2 separate regions of the Mus musculus genome follow, and region 2 is linked to region 1. Evidence: chromatin contacts called from public Hi-C data. All regions are on one chromosome and are shown on one strand. The core of a region is the stretch at or near the end of the contact, and the rest is flanking DNA. Distances in the headings are between cores, read along the strand shown. Region 1 has its middle 60 kb from the start of Gm40144. Region 2 has its middle 50 kb from the start of Tram1l1.

The links. Hi-C and Micro-C count contacts between places; a contact is called where the count stands out from the background.
Region 2: a Hi-C map of cerebellar granule neurons shows a contact between it and region 1, with 4 times the contacts expected there. The contact joins two enhancer-like sites. A contact is called at or near these places in 1 of 15 datasets of contacts at CTCF or cohesin (pro-B cells) and 8 of 484 Hi-C or Micro-C datasets (cerebellar granule neurons, cerebellum, cerebral cortex and 3 more).

What each region holds. Positions count from the first base shown.
Region 1 is chr3:124,063,476-124,071,327 of GRCm38.p6, reverse strand. No RefSeq gene overlaps it. Among named protein-coding and RNA genes, the nearest start is that of Gm40144, 60 kb to the right of the region's middle. Within about 2 kb of position 3,142, at least 6 of the 459 cell types and tissues checked have an H3K27ac peak or open chromatin away from gene starts, as enhancers often do. A contact at or near this core is called in cerebellar granule neurons and cerebellum, where this site is marked.
Region 2 is chr3:124,266,633-124,274,484 of GRCm38.p6, reverse strand. No RefSeq gene overlaps it. Among named protein-coding and RNA genes, the nearest start is that of Tram1l1, 50 kb to the left of the region's middle. Within about 2 kb of position 3,769, at least 3 of the 459 cell types and tissues checked have an H3K27ac peak or open chromatin away from gene starts, as enhancers often do. A contact at or near this core is called in cerebellar granule neurons and cerebellum, where this site is marked.

The DNA.
Region 1 (7,852 bases), core at 1,893-4,392:
CCAGCACAACCTTGGGATTGCTTTGATTACTTCTGTATTCTCAAAGCCTCACAGAATGTTTAACAGAGTCATCACTCAGTAAATAGATAATGATTGTGTGAATAAAATGGATTTAAAGCAAGATTTGAAGAAATAATGAGAGGGTGTAGCAGAATTCAGGAATGTCTCTAATCCTTAGATGCAAGCCAATTAGCGATACATTAAGTAAGTAAAATACATGTATATGAGACACAGAGCAATGAGTTTCAGAAAGCTAAGGAAACCCATAAGATCTTAAGAGTAAGCAGACATATTCATGATGACAATGACTTCAGTGTGAGTGCTGTCTTCAGGACAGCAATGGCAACTCAGAACAGTGAACACAGCCTATTAAGCTAGAACACTGTGAGCGACTCTGCCTTGGTACCTCTCCCCCATCAGAATGTTCTTCTTTCTCTTTCTCTTTCTTTTTCTTTTCCTTTTCTTTTTTCTTTTTTCTTTCTTTTTTCTTTTTCTTTTTCTTTCTTTTCCTTTCTTTTTTTTTCTTTATTTTTTCTTGTCTGAGTTAGAATTTTATTGCTGAGATTTTGCTGACAGGACCCTGATGTCTCTTGTGAGGCTATGCCAGTGCCTGGCAAACACAGAAGTGGATGCTCACAGTCATCTATTGGATGGAAATAGGGCCCCCAATGGAGGAGCTAGAGAAAGCACCAAAGGAGCTGAAGGGGTCTGCAACCCTATAGGAGAAACAATAATATGAACTAACCAGTAGCCCCAGAGCACATGTCTCTAGCTGCATATGTAGCAGAAGATGGCCTGGTTGGCTGTCATTGGAAGGAGAGGCCCTTGGTCTTGCAAACTTTATATGCCCCAGTACAGGGGAATGCCAGGGCCAGGAAGCAGGAGTAGGTGGTTTGGGGAGCAGGGCAGGGGGAGGGTATAGGGGACTTTTGGGATAGCATTTGAAATGTAAATGATGAAAGTATCTAATAAAAAATTGTTTAAAACTAAAAAAAAAAAAAAAAAAAAAAAAGAATTTTATTGCTGTGAAGCGACACTATGACCAGAGCAACTCTTTTTTGACTTACTTTTTTCTTTTTATGAATTTTTTTATTAGATATTTTCTTTAGTTACATTTCAAATGTCATCCCCTTTCCTGGTTTCCAGTGTGAAAACCCCCTATACCCCACCCCCTACCCCTGCTCACCAACCTACCCACTCCAGCTTCCTGCCTCGGCACTCCCCTCTACTGGGGCATAGAACTTTTACAGGACGAAAGGCCTCTCCTCCCATTGATGAACAACTAGGCCATCCTCTGCTACTTATGTAGCTAGAGCCATGAGTCCCACAATGTGTTTTCTTTGGTTGGTGGTTTAGTCCTAGGGAGCTCTGGAGGTACTGGTTAGTTCATATTGTTGTTCCTCCTATTGGGCTGCAAACTCCTTCAGCTCCTTGGGTACTTTCACTAGCTCCTTCACTGGGGATTGGGAACCCTATGCTCCACCCAGTGGATGGTGTGAGCCTTTTCTAAGTTCTTCTCAAGCTCTGCTTGGGCTTCATTCCTCCCATGTGAGCAGTGTGAGGATGTCAGAGGAGGCTGTCCACGCGCTGGAATCTCCAGGATGGAGAACTCGACTAAGATGAGAAGATAATATGGAGTAGAAAGAGATAGAGCTCCATTTGGTTTTGCTATGGTTAGGGTAGGATAAACAAAGGCCTTTTTTTTTTTTTTTTTTTTTTTTTGTAAAATATGTGCTTGAGAAATACAAAGATAACTTTTCAGTCAAACAAACAAACAAAAATAGCAGCATGCCACCAGCAGACTTTGCAAAAAGAAATCTAAGACCACCAATGCAAAGTAGTCTCAAAAAATGACCTATTGTAAAGGAAGGAAAAAGACACAGAAGGCAGTGGAAGGAAGTGTGCATAAACCTAGACAAATGCCAACTCCATTAAACACCTGGGCAGCAGAATCTTCCAGTGCCAAAAAGTGTCATTACACATTTCAGATCGGATGACTGAACCTGGATCCTTCTATTTTCCTGGAAAAAGATTAAGTGAGACATTCACTGCAGAATCTCACAAGTTTAATATTTACATTTAAATTCCTACAACCATCTAAAGCAGATATGCATGTGTTCTACCATAAGAGAAGGGAAAAATAGAAAAAGATAAATTAATCAAATGTAAGAAAGAAAAAGAGGAGAGAGAGAGAGAGACCAAAAGTGGGTGACAAATGAAATGTGAACCCATTAGTGGTTATATCACACATAAATAGACTAATGATGTAATAAAAGCAAACTATTGTCAGGCTACAGTTTTAAACCCCTCTTTTTACAATTTAAAAATGAGAGAACAGAAAAGTTGAAAGCACAAGGATTAAAATTAAGCGAATTCTAAAGGAAAGAGGAGAGTGTTGTGCATTTTGATCAAAAAACAAGCCAAATAAATAAAGGCCTTTAGCATAAAAAGTAGTTCCTAGTTCTGCCTGGGCAGAACTGCTATCTCAGGGGAAGGCAATCTTGTCATCTATCAGTCAGTTAGTTCTCTTTCAGTGCCTGCTTTTCCTTGCTGAGCCCACAGTGTGTCTCTTCTTTCTTGGTCTCCTAAGTAAAGAAAGTGCTTCATCCTTTTCCTTTTGGTTTATCGACTTTTATGAAGAGCTGGAGGCTTTAATTACATGGATAATTGCAGCTGCCTTCTAATTTATTAGAAGACGATGTCATCTTGAAAAAAAATGAATCATCTTAGAGAGAGCATTTTAAAGAATTAAGACAGGAGTCAGGTACCTTGACTATTTAGTTTTCAGCTTGGAATTTTCAAAAAACAAAGAAGAAAACCATACTAATTAATTTTAAAAACACATGACAGATTGAATTAAAGTCTTCTCTTTATACAATAGTAACAGATCCGGTAAGTCATTAAGAATTGCCCTTAAACCGGATTTCCACTTTCCTTTTTCATGCCTTCCTCTGAATGCTATTTCTGACTTATTGTTGCAACTATACGAAAAGTTTCCAAAGTAACCTTAAATAATTTAAGGTATAAAATTCAGTCTCTCAAAGACAAATAGTTTGCCTCCCATTCTCCCCCAAGTCACACAGTGTTGAGCCATTTGTGATATGAGGTTCAGCCAAACAGTGAGCCCTTAGCCCAAACTAATTATGGGCAGGCAGCTGGCAATTTGACATGGAGAGACAGGCTGACAGTTTTCCTCAAACATCAAGCACACCCTGCATCTCTGGTGCCAAGCTGGATTTGACATTTAATTAAAAAAAACTATCTTAACATAGGTCCACACAAAAAAACTAGGCTGCTGCAGCAAAATCAATTCTGTCTTATTTAAAGCTGAAAAAGCTTGATGCCCCAAAGGCAGAATTTTTATATGAAAAATATCACTGTTCTACCTCGGGAATTCTGAGTATTAAAAATGATGCATTTTGACTAGCTTAGGATATTGGACTTTCTCGGGAGCACAGATATTAACTGTTTATTAAAGACATTGAACCATTACAAATTTTAGAGATCCAGTGCTATAATAAAACAGCATTTTGAACAAAAGTATCCCTCATCCTTCCCCACACCTTATGGCTCTGTATTCATGTCAGCTCACATACACAAGGGTTCTCATGGTTCTATATGTACAAAGTGTATTTATGCACACAGACATGCATAGAATTCTGTATCTGTCTGTGCACATCCACAATTGTGTTCATGGATCCATATGTGCAGAATGTGCTTATCCGCACAGATACACATAGGTCTCTGTACCCATGTCATTACATGTCAACATGTGCTCATGAAAGTCTCTAGGAAGAGAAATTAGACTTTAACTGGATTTTGAAGAAGGGTAAGAACAAGCAAAATCAACAGTCTCATTGTTTCAACACTCCAATCAAACCAAATGGAAATCTGATGGATGTGGCAGGAGGCTTTAACAAAACTCATGTTAGAGGAGAACTCTTCTTGAGTAGCATGCTGTTCCGGTGCACTGGTGCTGACCTCTTTGTGTTTGGTAGTTTGCAGCAGGGAATGCACAGCATCCTCTGTCAGTCAGTCTGGCTCACAATAATGAGGATACAGTAATAGCATGCATCTTGGCAGCATCCTGTGGATTGAACCTAATGCCAGACGGGTGTCCCACTGCTGGGTTGTATTCTAGCTCTCTCATTAGTTCTCAAGGTGAACTTGAACTTGCTCTCTAACCTGGAGAGACAGATATCTACCACTCTCCAACCTCCACTCCTCCTCGGTAGCAGAGATTACAGACCTGTACCACAAGGTCCAGAAAAAAAAAGGGCTATATTTAAATTATAATGAAATCCTACTTGCTGCCATATTGACCTTGTCATTGAAAGGTAAGCACCAGCCTAAAAACTTGTAGCACCATTTAACATGCTCTTTCTTTGTGGGAGCAGTAGTGACTCAGAAGCAGGTGGTGACCATACTCTAGCTCTATCAGACTTTACCTTGCTCACATACTGCTCTCGAAAGGACAAATCATAAAGAAGGATTGCATCAGTCTATCAACCAGGGCACAGCAGAGGTGCCTCAAGTGGAAGTCATCAGTGTCTCATAAGTAATGGTGCCGGCCCTTGCACTCACCAGCTTCAGTATTCCACCTGTCTTATCATGTTCCCATAATCCTCAATTTCTATAGAAAACTACCTTATACCCTTCATTGTCAATGAGTCTCTGCTTTTTGAACTTTACACAAAATTTGTTAACACTAGTCAAAAATAAGTCAGATGCTTCATATTAGTCTCACAGCCACTTGACTTCAGGCAAAACTAATAACATCTGTTAGGCATCAACTGAGTGTTTAAAGTTGCCCTCTTTGTGCTTAGGAGGTTAAAGGCACTTCATGATCTTACAGATGAGCTTAATTCATTTCCCAACATTCATGGTAGGGGGTTACCAACCACTCTAATTCTAGGGGATTCTACATCCTCTCTGGCCTCTGCCAGAACCCCTTCACACACAAACACACAGATACACAGAGATGTGGATAAAACAATAAACAAAGTTGATTTCCCCTTCTTATGGCAGTTGGTGGCACTAGCGGGCAAGATAAATATACTTGAGGTAGTTTTTTTCTCACTAACCACTTTTCTGTCTTCTCTCATGATAAAATTTAAAAGAAATTTTTCATAATAACAAGAATGCTGTAATGGGGGAAATGCACCTATTTTACACGCATATATATTTGTCTTTTCTTCCTGTCATAAACCACTTTGATACAAAGATGGATTTTTAGTTATTTAGGCAGTCAACTGAATTGTTTTCAATCATAGTGTTTTTCTTTTTTGTTCTTATTGAAAATAGATTCTTCTCTTACACAATACATCCTGACCACAGTTTTCCCTCCCTCCACTTCTCCCAGCTTCCCTCCCACCTTTGCTCTCCCCCCTCCACCCCTAGATGCACTCCCAGTCTGTCTCTCTTTAAAGGAGAGCAGACCTTCAGGAGACAACAACCAAACATGACAAAACAAAACACAGTAAGACAAGGCAAAAGCCTTCATACCAAAAGCTAAACAAGACAATCCAACTGGAGGGAAACAGTCCAGAGACAGAGATACACCCACTCCAACAATTAGGAGTCCCACAAAACCACCAAGCTAACAGACACAACATATGTGCAGAGGACTGCTGAAGATCCAATCAGACCTTATGCTTACCTCTTCAATCTCTGTGAGCCCCTATGAGACAGTCCCGCTTAGTTGATTCAGTGGACCATGTTCTCCTCACATCCTCCATTCCCTCTGTTTCCTACAATCATTCTGCCCCATCCACAGGATTCTCTGATCTCTGAAAAGAGGAACCCAGTGGAGACTTCTAATTTCGACTCTCTGCATAATGGGTAGCTGTGGATCTCTTTAACAGTTTGATTTCTCTATGTTGAATGTGCTGTATGGATGTCATCCTTAGCAATGGGGCTGTATTGTCAGTTTTCTGAGGTCAACTTTCTACCCTAATATCAGGATGAGTTCTTTGGAGAGCTCCGCATGGAAACTCCTATACCACCAACTGAACCAAACGCAGCCCAGTCTAACCACTGGAAACCTTGTCTGGCTAGAGGAGATGACCAGTCCAGACTCTGTATCCTCTATTACTAGGAGTCCTCATTAGAATCATCCAGAAATTTGCCTTGCACTAGATTTCCACACCACACCCTGATTGCCTCCCAATTCCAGCCATTTCTACAATAATATCTTCCTCCATCCTGACTCTCAACCTGATCCCTCCCTCTCCTATCCCCACCCACTCCCACTCCACCTGCAAAATCTATTCTATTTCTCCTTCCCAAGACGATCCACTCATCCCCTTCTAGAGCCTTCATCATTACCTAACCCCTATGGAACTATAGATTGTAGCATGATTATCACTTACTTAATGGTTAATATCCATTTACAAGTGAATACATAGCATATTTGTATTTCTGAGAGAGGCTACCTCACTCAAGATGATATTTTCTAGTTCCATCCAATCATCTGAAAATTTCATGATGTGATTTAAAAAAAAAAAACAGCTAAGTAATACTCCATTGTGTAAATGAACCACATTGTCTTTATGCATCCTTCAGTTGAGGATCATCTAGGTTGTTTCAATTTGCTGACTATTATGAATACAGCCATAATGAACATAGTTGAGCAATTGTCCTTGTGGTAGGATGGAGTGTCCTTTGGGTATATACTCAAGAATGGTATACCTGGGTCTTGAAGAAGATGGATTCCCAATTTTCTGAAGAACTGTCATATCGATTTCCATAGTTGCTATAGAGGTTTGCATTCCCACCAGCAATGAAGAAGTGTTTCCCTTGCTCAAGAAGAACGAAGACCAAAGTGTGGACACTTTGCCCCTTCTTAGAATTGGGAACAAAACACCCATGGAAGGAGTTACAGAGACAAAGTTTGGAGCTGAGAAAAAAGGATGGACCACCTAGAGACTGCCATATCCAGGGATCCATCCCATAATCAGCCTCCAAACGCTGATACCATTGCATACACTAGCAAAATTTTGCTGAAAGTACCCTGATATAGCTGTCTCTAGTGAGACTATGCCGGGGCCTAGCAAACATATAAGTGGATGCTCACAGTCAACTATTGGATGGATCACAGCCCCCCCCCCCCATGGAGGAGCTAGAGAAAGTACCCAAGTAGCTAAAGGGATCTGCAACCCTATAAGTGGAACAACATTATGAGCTAACCAGTACCCCGGAGCTCTTGACTCTAGCTGCATATGTATCAAAAGATAGCCTAGTAGGCCATTACTGGAAAGAGAGGCCCATTGGACTTGCAAACTTTATATGCCCCAGTACAGGGGAACGCCAGGGCCAAAAAGTGGGAGTGGGTGGATCGGGGAGTGGTGGGGAGGGTATGGTGGACTTTTGGGATAGCATTGGAAATGTAAATGAGGAAAATACCTAATAAAAAAGAAAAAAGAAAAAAGAAAACTAGATATTTGTATGATTCCAAAGAAATAAATAATCTTTTTAATATAAAAATGAAAAAAAAAGAATTATGGTGAGATTTTAATGAGGATTGCATTAAATTTGTGTACTGTACTTTGGAGGATGGCCATTTTACTATGTTAATCTGACCAATCTCTGAGCATGGGAATCTTTCCATCTTCTGATATCTCTTCTTCAACTGCTCTCTCCAAAGTCTGGAAGTTGTTATCATACAAGTCTTTCACTAGCTTGGTTAGGTTTACTCCAAGATGTTTTATATTATTAAAGGCCATTGTGAATAGGTCTAATTTCTTTCTCAGTCCATTTGCCATTTGTATACAGGAAGGCTATTTGTTGTCGTTTTGTTTTGTTTTGTTTTGTTTTGTTTTGTTTTGTTTTTGAGTTATTTTGTATCCAGTCA
Region 2 (7,852 bases), core at 2,520-5,019, 200 kb before region 1:
TAATATTGTGAACACAATGCATGACAACTTAAGGACGGAAGGGTCTAGTTTGGCTCACAGTCTGAGGGTCCAGTGCACCACCAGGGCAAACATGGCGCAGAAATACAAGGCAGCGGTCGGTCTCACTGCATCTGCAGTCACAAAACAGGGCGCAGGGACCACTGTTACTCAGCTTTCTACCTTTCACTCACTGGAGGATTCTAGCCTATGGCATTGTGGGTCTTGCCTGTAGTGAGGATAGTTCTGCTCGCCCAATCTACAAACCCCTTATGCACACTCACAGTTTTGTTTTCCTGGTGATTCTGGGTCCTGTCACTTCAATAATCAGCATTAAGAATTACAAGCAGAAAAGTATAGAGAAATTAAAAGTCCATTGCTGATTTGGAGCCAGAGAGCGGGCTTAGTGGGGCAAAGTACTTTCTGGGCAAACTCGACAACCTGAAATCAGAGCCCAGCACCTATGTAAGAAGGTAAATGCTACAGTGTTCATCTACAGGCAGTCACAGAAACAAGAGAGACCTTGCCTCTAACAGGGTGGAAAGTGAAAAGTGACACCCTGAATCCATACTCTGCTGTGCACATCCACACTGTAGTATGCATATCACACACACATGAATGGATATATATATATATATATATATATATATATATATATATATATATATATATATGTTAACTTTAAAAGACACCATGCAATTGAGAGGGAGCAAGGAAGGTTATATGGAAAGTTTAGAGGGATGAAAGGAAAGAGTAGTGGCTAATTATATAATAAACTAAATAATAGTAATAATAAAAAAATCACAGATATTCCACCTTATTCTCTGTACAGTCTTGTTTTGATTTTCCCAATATTCACTACAGCACATCAGTTTTTAGAATTTATATATAAACAGAAAAGAATATGAGGAGAAAGGTAAATGGTTTGGCTCAGGCTCAAATGTCAAAATAATAATTTCTCTTTGTTTTGTTATTTCAATAGAAAAATTCAACATTTCTTCAATTTCCGTTTTTATATCAGGAGTGAAGGGCAGTCAGCAGAGAACTATGGATGCGCACTGCCACAAACCTTAGCTACAAGCTCCTGATTCCTGCTAGAGGGGTACTTGTGCAATGCTGTATATTATTGCTCTAGGCATGATATGTAATAGAAAAAGAGCCTAGTTGTCCATCCACAGATAAATGGATGCAGAAAGTGTGCTATGCCTACACAATAGGATTTATTCCATCTCCAAAGAAAACTGAAATCGTGACACTTGAGGGAAAATGGATACAAATGGGGTGCTAATTAGAATAGGCCAGATTAGGGAAGATTGCTACATTATCTTTCAAAATTATATGTGTTCCTATTGCAAATTTCAGTGGATGGAGAGGTGAGGAGGCTATGAGAAGGGAAACCATAATCAGAATATATTGTATGGAAAAAATATTTTTAATAAAGTGTAAAAATAAAATTGCATTTATTGATATTTTGGTGTCTATAGGTGTCTGTGCATTTGTTCCTGCTACATAACTGTTGTATGGTCAGAGGACAGCTGGCAGGAGTTGATTTTCTTCTTCCATCCTGTGGGTGGGGATGGAACCCAGGTCATTAGCTTGGTACCAGATGCCCTCATCGGCTGAGCCATCTCTCAGCACAAATACTACATTTTCTTTGTCATTCAAATCCCAGACCCTGATCTTATATGTGTGTGAGTGGAGATTGTGAAATTAGAAAGACAACCATAAAGGAGGATTATGAGATATTAAGGATGAAGAAAAGGAGAAGAACAAAAAGCAAAAGAAAGATAGAGCTGAGCTAATTGTACCATGAGGGTGAAATGGGGATTTGGGAGGCCAGGAGGCCAGTGAAATGGGGAGAAAAGGAGCTGGCTAGGATGCAGAAGAACAGAGTGCATTTTTAAATGCCATGATAGGGCCTGTTACTTTTTATAACACATAGAACTTACAAGCTAACTCGTAAAGACCAAGGTAATAAATGGTGAATTTGAAAAGTCTGCCCTTCCTCAGCCATGGACTGGGTCAAATGAAGAGAGCTTGTATATATATGAAGCTACTCTGTTCTCCATGAAGGCTAGATAATAAAATGAGTAAAACCACAATCCAAATACTCTGTAGCCACAGTGATTTTATAATTAAATAATTAGAAAAAAATTAATCAAAGTGGTAGCATTAAAAATTCACATAATGTACTTTATGATTTTCATTTTTTTTAAAATCTGGTTATACATTTTCTCTTAAATACTGTTTAATGCATGTGATTTCTATTGATCAATAATCTTTCAAGTGTGTAGTTTATATCTATATCTATATAGATATTTTATCTGCCTATCTATAGACAGAAAAATATGAGATACTAGAGGGTGATAAGCTAATGGCCAGTGTCAACTTGTCACTTGATACTTTCTAGAACCCTGCAGACATTTTTTGGTACACCTTCTCTGGTGGCTATTTTTATTCTGCGTGTGAGAGGCAAATTGACCATTTAAACTCTTTTATTCATGAATGCTGATTTCTGTAGTGAGCATTACTTGTGCTAAGGTTAACTTGATCCAGGCAGTAAAACATCAGGAACTTTGGGATCCCTTTGGATTCTTTTTCTCTTTCCTACCAGTTCAGTCTCATGGAGCAAAGATTCTGGCACTCGTTCTTGACAGGTCCCATAGGGATCCTAGGAAAGTCAATGCCACTCTACTCGCAGAAGTGTTTCCATATACTGGGATTAAGGAAAGCCCAGTTAATATAATTGTTAGATGTATTTTATTTTATTTCAGAAACTAGCTTACTAAGCCAGTGATTCATGAAATATGCAAAATGTTGATGGCATTCTGCACATTATAGGTTGTGCATAATGATTTCTTTGATAATAGTTTTTCTTATCTTTTGAAGAAAACATATAATGCCCTTGTATTTTTTTTTTTTACTTTACCGGTGATTTAAAATAGCAATCCTGAATCATTCATTAGTTTCATAAGACATAATGCAGAAACAGTTATCTGTGTCCTGCAGGCAACAAGGAGCGCAGAATAATCAAGCAGGTTAGAGACACGTGATCCTGCCTAATTTTACCACTAATCCCTTTTCATAACCTCCAGAATAATTTCCCTTCATTCCTGGCTTTAATTGCTCACAGACCCTATTCTTCTCAGCCTCAAAAGACATGCAAGGCAGTTTTGAGAGCATGAAACTCCAATTTCTCATTTCCTCTTATATACATTAAAATTCGTTTCCCTGTAATATTGCAACAAGGGATAAGAAGTAAAGGATAGATTATACACTAAACACATTCTCAGAAAATGAATTATTATCTAAAAATAAAATTTGTAAGCACAGTTGTACACATCTTGCCTTCGCTGGTGACATAATAATGACCTTGAAAACAGATCTACAAGGACAAGCCAAAACTGAAGTTAAAAAAAAAATGAGGTTACCGAGGCTATTATGTTGTAATACATCCATTTTAAAAATAAATTGAAGTTCCAAAATTGAAAACGAGCATTTGACAGCTTTCCTCTCCATATGAATATATAAACTAGGTGCATTTAACTTATCAGGGCTGACACAAAGGAGCTAGATGTCACCTTAGATATGTCCACTTTGTTTTAAATTTCTGTAATGAAAATTTGTCATTAAAACCTCCATTTCACTAATGGCATTGTGTCATTTGTCCATAAGCAAAGTATTTTTAGACATTGCAAATGGCTTCCTTATGGCCTGTTCCATTCTAACGCCTTCACGGTGAGTAGGTTTTAATTCGTGTCATCTGGAAGAAACTCCATGTGGCCATGTGCCACCTCTTTGATTCTTCCCATCCCCGTTTTCCCTGAGCCACTGCTCTCTACATCAAAACCCGACTTAGATACTAAGTGTGAGCAGAAGAGGTATTCACCCAGACTGCTCTTTCTCCTGTGAAAACTGTCTCATCTTAACATCTTTTCATTAACTTTAAGACCATGGTATCCTTGAGGAGTCAGAGGGTGAGCCACCTCTCATTGGACACAGCTCTTTCTGCATCAGGCATCCACTCACCAAATATACAGACCAGCACACATTCTGATGATATTTGCTCAAATGTAAATTTAAATAATTGAAGATACATTTTATAAATTAAATGGCTCTGGTCAACACATCCTTTAAAATAATGCCGCTTTTATTAAACAATTCAAGTACAAATCCATCTTTAATATTTTATCAATAAACATTTAGTTTTCACAGTATATATATATATATATATATATATATATATATATATATATATATATATGCATATATACATACTTCTGTGTGTGTGTGTGTGTGTGTGTTACGGTAAAATAAAAATAAAATAGGACAAAATCATACAAGAGGCAGTGTAGACTGACTTTAGTTACGTAATGACCAAACACTGAACATCCATCCTGGCTCTCTCAGTGGTCAGTGGTTAAAAGCATTTATTTTTGCTGAAGATCTAGGTTTGTATCTCAGCTCTCACCTAGTTTCAGTTCCAGGGAATCTGAAGCCTTCCTCCGACCACCATGGGCACCAGGCACATATGTGCTACACAAACACACATTCAACCAAGAGACTCATATACATAAGATAAAATAAATAAACTTACAAGAATTAAAAATCTAAATAGACTTGTAATTGTAAACTATTTCTTTGTAATAATATCACAAACTATGAATATTTTGATTATAATATAAACCCATAAGCCATTTTGAATACACAGAACAACAAATCACGCTTATGAGTTTTAAATAATATTTAGGATATGAACATTGTATTTTAAATTTATGTATAATCTCTATATTTTCTATTTTCCCATGAACGATGAAAAGTATATGTGAATATGTGTATATTTTCCCTTTTCTTACTCAAGAACGTAGTACTTGCTACACTCTTGTTTTCTGATCTGAGACTCTAATTTTTATTTTTATGTAAGGTCTTGTCATGAAGCCAATATGTTACTTAAATTCACAACAGTTTTCTTGCCCCTCAGCTTCCCAAGAGCTCAGCTTGCAGCTATGAACTTCCACACTGGCTGACATTGTCCGCTCTACAGTATATTCTCAGCTTCCTCATCAAATGGCCTTTGCTCACAGTCAACACGGATGCTCAAACTCGCGCTCAGATATCTGAGCTCTCCTGCTAACATCCTGTAAATCAGATATCTGAGGTCTCCTGCTAAGGTCCTGTAAGCCAACATGAAATGCTACTCTCGACATCATGTGTCTTTTTCTAGAACATAAATCACTTATCAATGAAAGGCTCACCATCACTCCACTGTCAAAAGTTTCACACCCCAGCCTCTCAGATTGTTAATGCTTTTTAAATCAATTTCAAAAATACACAAACAAATATAAATAATTCTTCCCTTTTATAAATGCATCTTCTGATTTCATTTTTAATGGTTCATTTAATTTAGAGAATCAGTTGTAGGAAATATGATGATTATGGCACTAGTCCAAAATGGTAAATATATGTTTCCTAAAATGTATTTGAAAAGCAGTAAGAAAGAACACATATTGGTGAATACTTAAAAGACATAAAGATAATTTATATGCATTTACTTTTTGATGCTTTTATCATGGAGAAATATAAATATCTCCTTTTCCTCAGATTTTAAAAAGTATTTCTTTCATTTGAAATGATAATTATACCATTTTCCCCTCTTCTTCCTCCTTCTAAACACTCCCATATATCCCTTCTTGCTCTCTTCCAAATTCATGGCCTCTACTTACCATCATTTGTTTTTACACACATATATTTAAATGCATGTATATGTATATTAATAAATATAAATATACCTTACTCAGTATATATATTATTACTTGTATCTATGTTTGGGGGATGACAATTTTAATGATTATGATAAATTAATATGACTAATCTTGGAGAATGTACAATTTTATTACGGAATTGTTTCTGTGTTAAACCAATTTTACACCTTACTCTACGATGTAAAGCCTGGCATTGGTATTGTAAAAATTGCATATGTTTCTAAGAAACTAATATATTTTTTTAATTTAAATAATTTTTGATTCATGCTGGACAGTGGTGGTGCACACCTTTAATCCCAGCACTTGGGAGGCAGAGGCAGGTGGATTTCTGAGTTCCAGGCCAACCTGGTCTACAGAGGGAGTTCCAGGACAGCCAAAGGCTACACAGAAACCCTGTCTTGAGAAAAAAAAAGTAATAATCTTTGACTCCTGTGTAAGTATGCATTTTTATAACGTAGATTCAATATACTATACCTAAAGCTAAAAAGAGACTTAGCTCTTTTAGTAAGCGTAAACAGACTATCCTAAAATGAGATCGTTAATGCCTGTGAGTTCCAGAGGCATTTGGGATGTGCCTTTGGGATGTGCTGATCTGATTCTTCTCTTTTAAAGGAAATACTTCCGATTTAGAAGTGACTTTTATTATCGCTGGGTCCTAGTTGTCGGATTGAATTGCATTGAATTTACAGTCAGTATGCATTAATTTACATCAGATGTTCTATAATAAATATTTATAAATCTCCCTTTTCAGCATTTATTCAACCTTCTCAGTGTGCTTGTGTTGGAAATGGGAGAAACAACGGCTCTTTCATTTTCTCAGAGGAGCATTTGAGCAGTAAGTTTAAAGTTTATTGACACTTTACACAAAATAATAACACATATGCTCTTATTCATTTCTTAATTATTGGACTATCAGCCATACTGATGCTGTCAGCCACACTTCAGCAAACTTAATGTCAATCACAACCTGCTTCCAAGGCTCCAGGGTAGATTTCTCCTCAAACTGATAATTAGTAGACATGCAAAGAGTATGGATCTGAGTTTCCAGGAGAGGACACAGTAAGTATATTAGGACAAAACCAAGTGAGTAGATTATAATAAAAAAAATAACCAGCTGGAATAAAGACTAGAGCTAAAAGAAAGCAATCATTTAAAAATTTCTTTCAAAGTAAATAGTTCATTAATTTAATTGTCACTATATGAAAATATATTTCTTCAATATGACAAAAATGTACAATGCATAGAACAATATTGTTTTGTCACCAAACTGTGGTCTATTCAATTCTAATTTCTATTAATCCATACTTAATTACTTAGATTTCAAAATTTGCCAATTAAAGAGCCTACTCAAAGTGCTTTTAGTGCCTGATTTTTACTCCCTTTCAAATTCTTAAGACAGCTTCACCAAGAGAAGTAAACTGTACCTTCATGTTTTAATGTAAATTCAGTGTCACAAAAAAAAAAAAAAAACCCTCACGTTCTGACCCTACAATTTAGTCAATTAGAGTGTGCTTAGAAATTGCTAGATGTTAGGCGGCTTACAAAAGCAGTAGATACAAGAACATTTACTGTTCGGTAGAAATCAAGCGTGTATTCACTAATCCAAACTGACAGTTCCAGTAATCACATAGCAGCTCTTCACTGTTTCAGCAAATGCTCCTGAACTGACAAAGGGAATGATCTGAGGTGTGACCTGAAGCTTGTGGCTGGCCACAGACATTGCGGGAGAAGCCAAGAAGGTCATGTTAGCTGCAGTGACTTAAGACTTTGCCTACCAGGGTCTCCACAGGGTAAGAATCTGTCTCCAACAAGGCAGCCCCTATTTCAGGCACTGACTATAAACTCAGATGCCTGCAGAACATCTGTACCTCAGACGACTCTGTTACAAATGTGCAGCTCTCTGTGCAAAACTCAAGTTATCATGATTCACTAAAATGACCCTCTGGACTCAGAAAGTGCTATATTAGTGGTTACAGTCTGGTTCTATCCAAATACAATATAAAACCAGCAAAGGCAAAAGAAGGAGTGCAGTGAGGCCTCAGAGGGATCAGAATCAGTTTATTCTCTCTCTACCTCCGGAGTCCCGTAGCTCC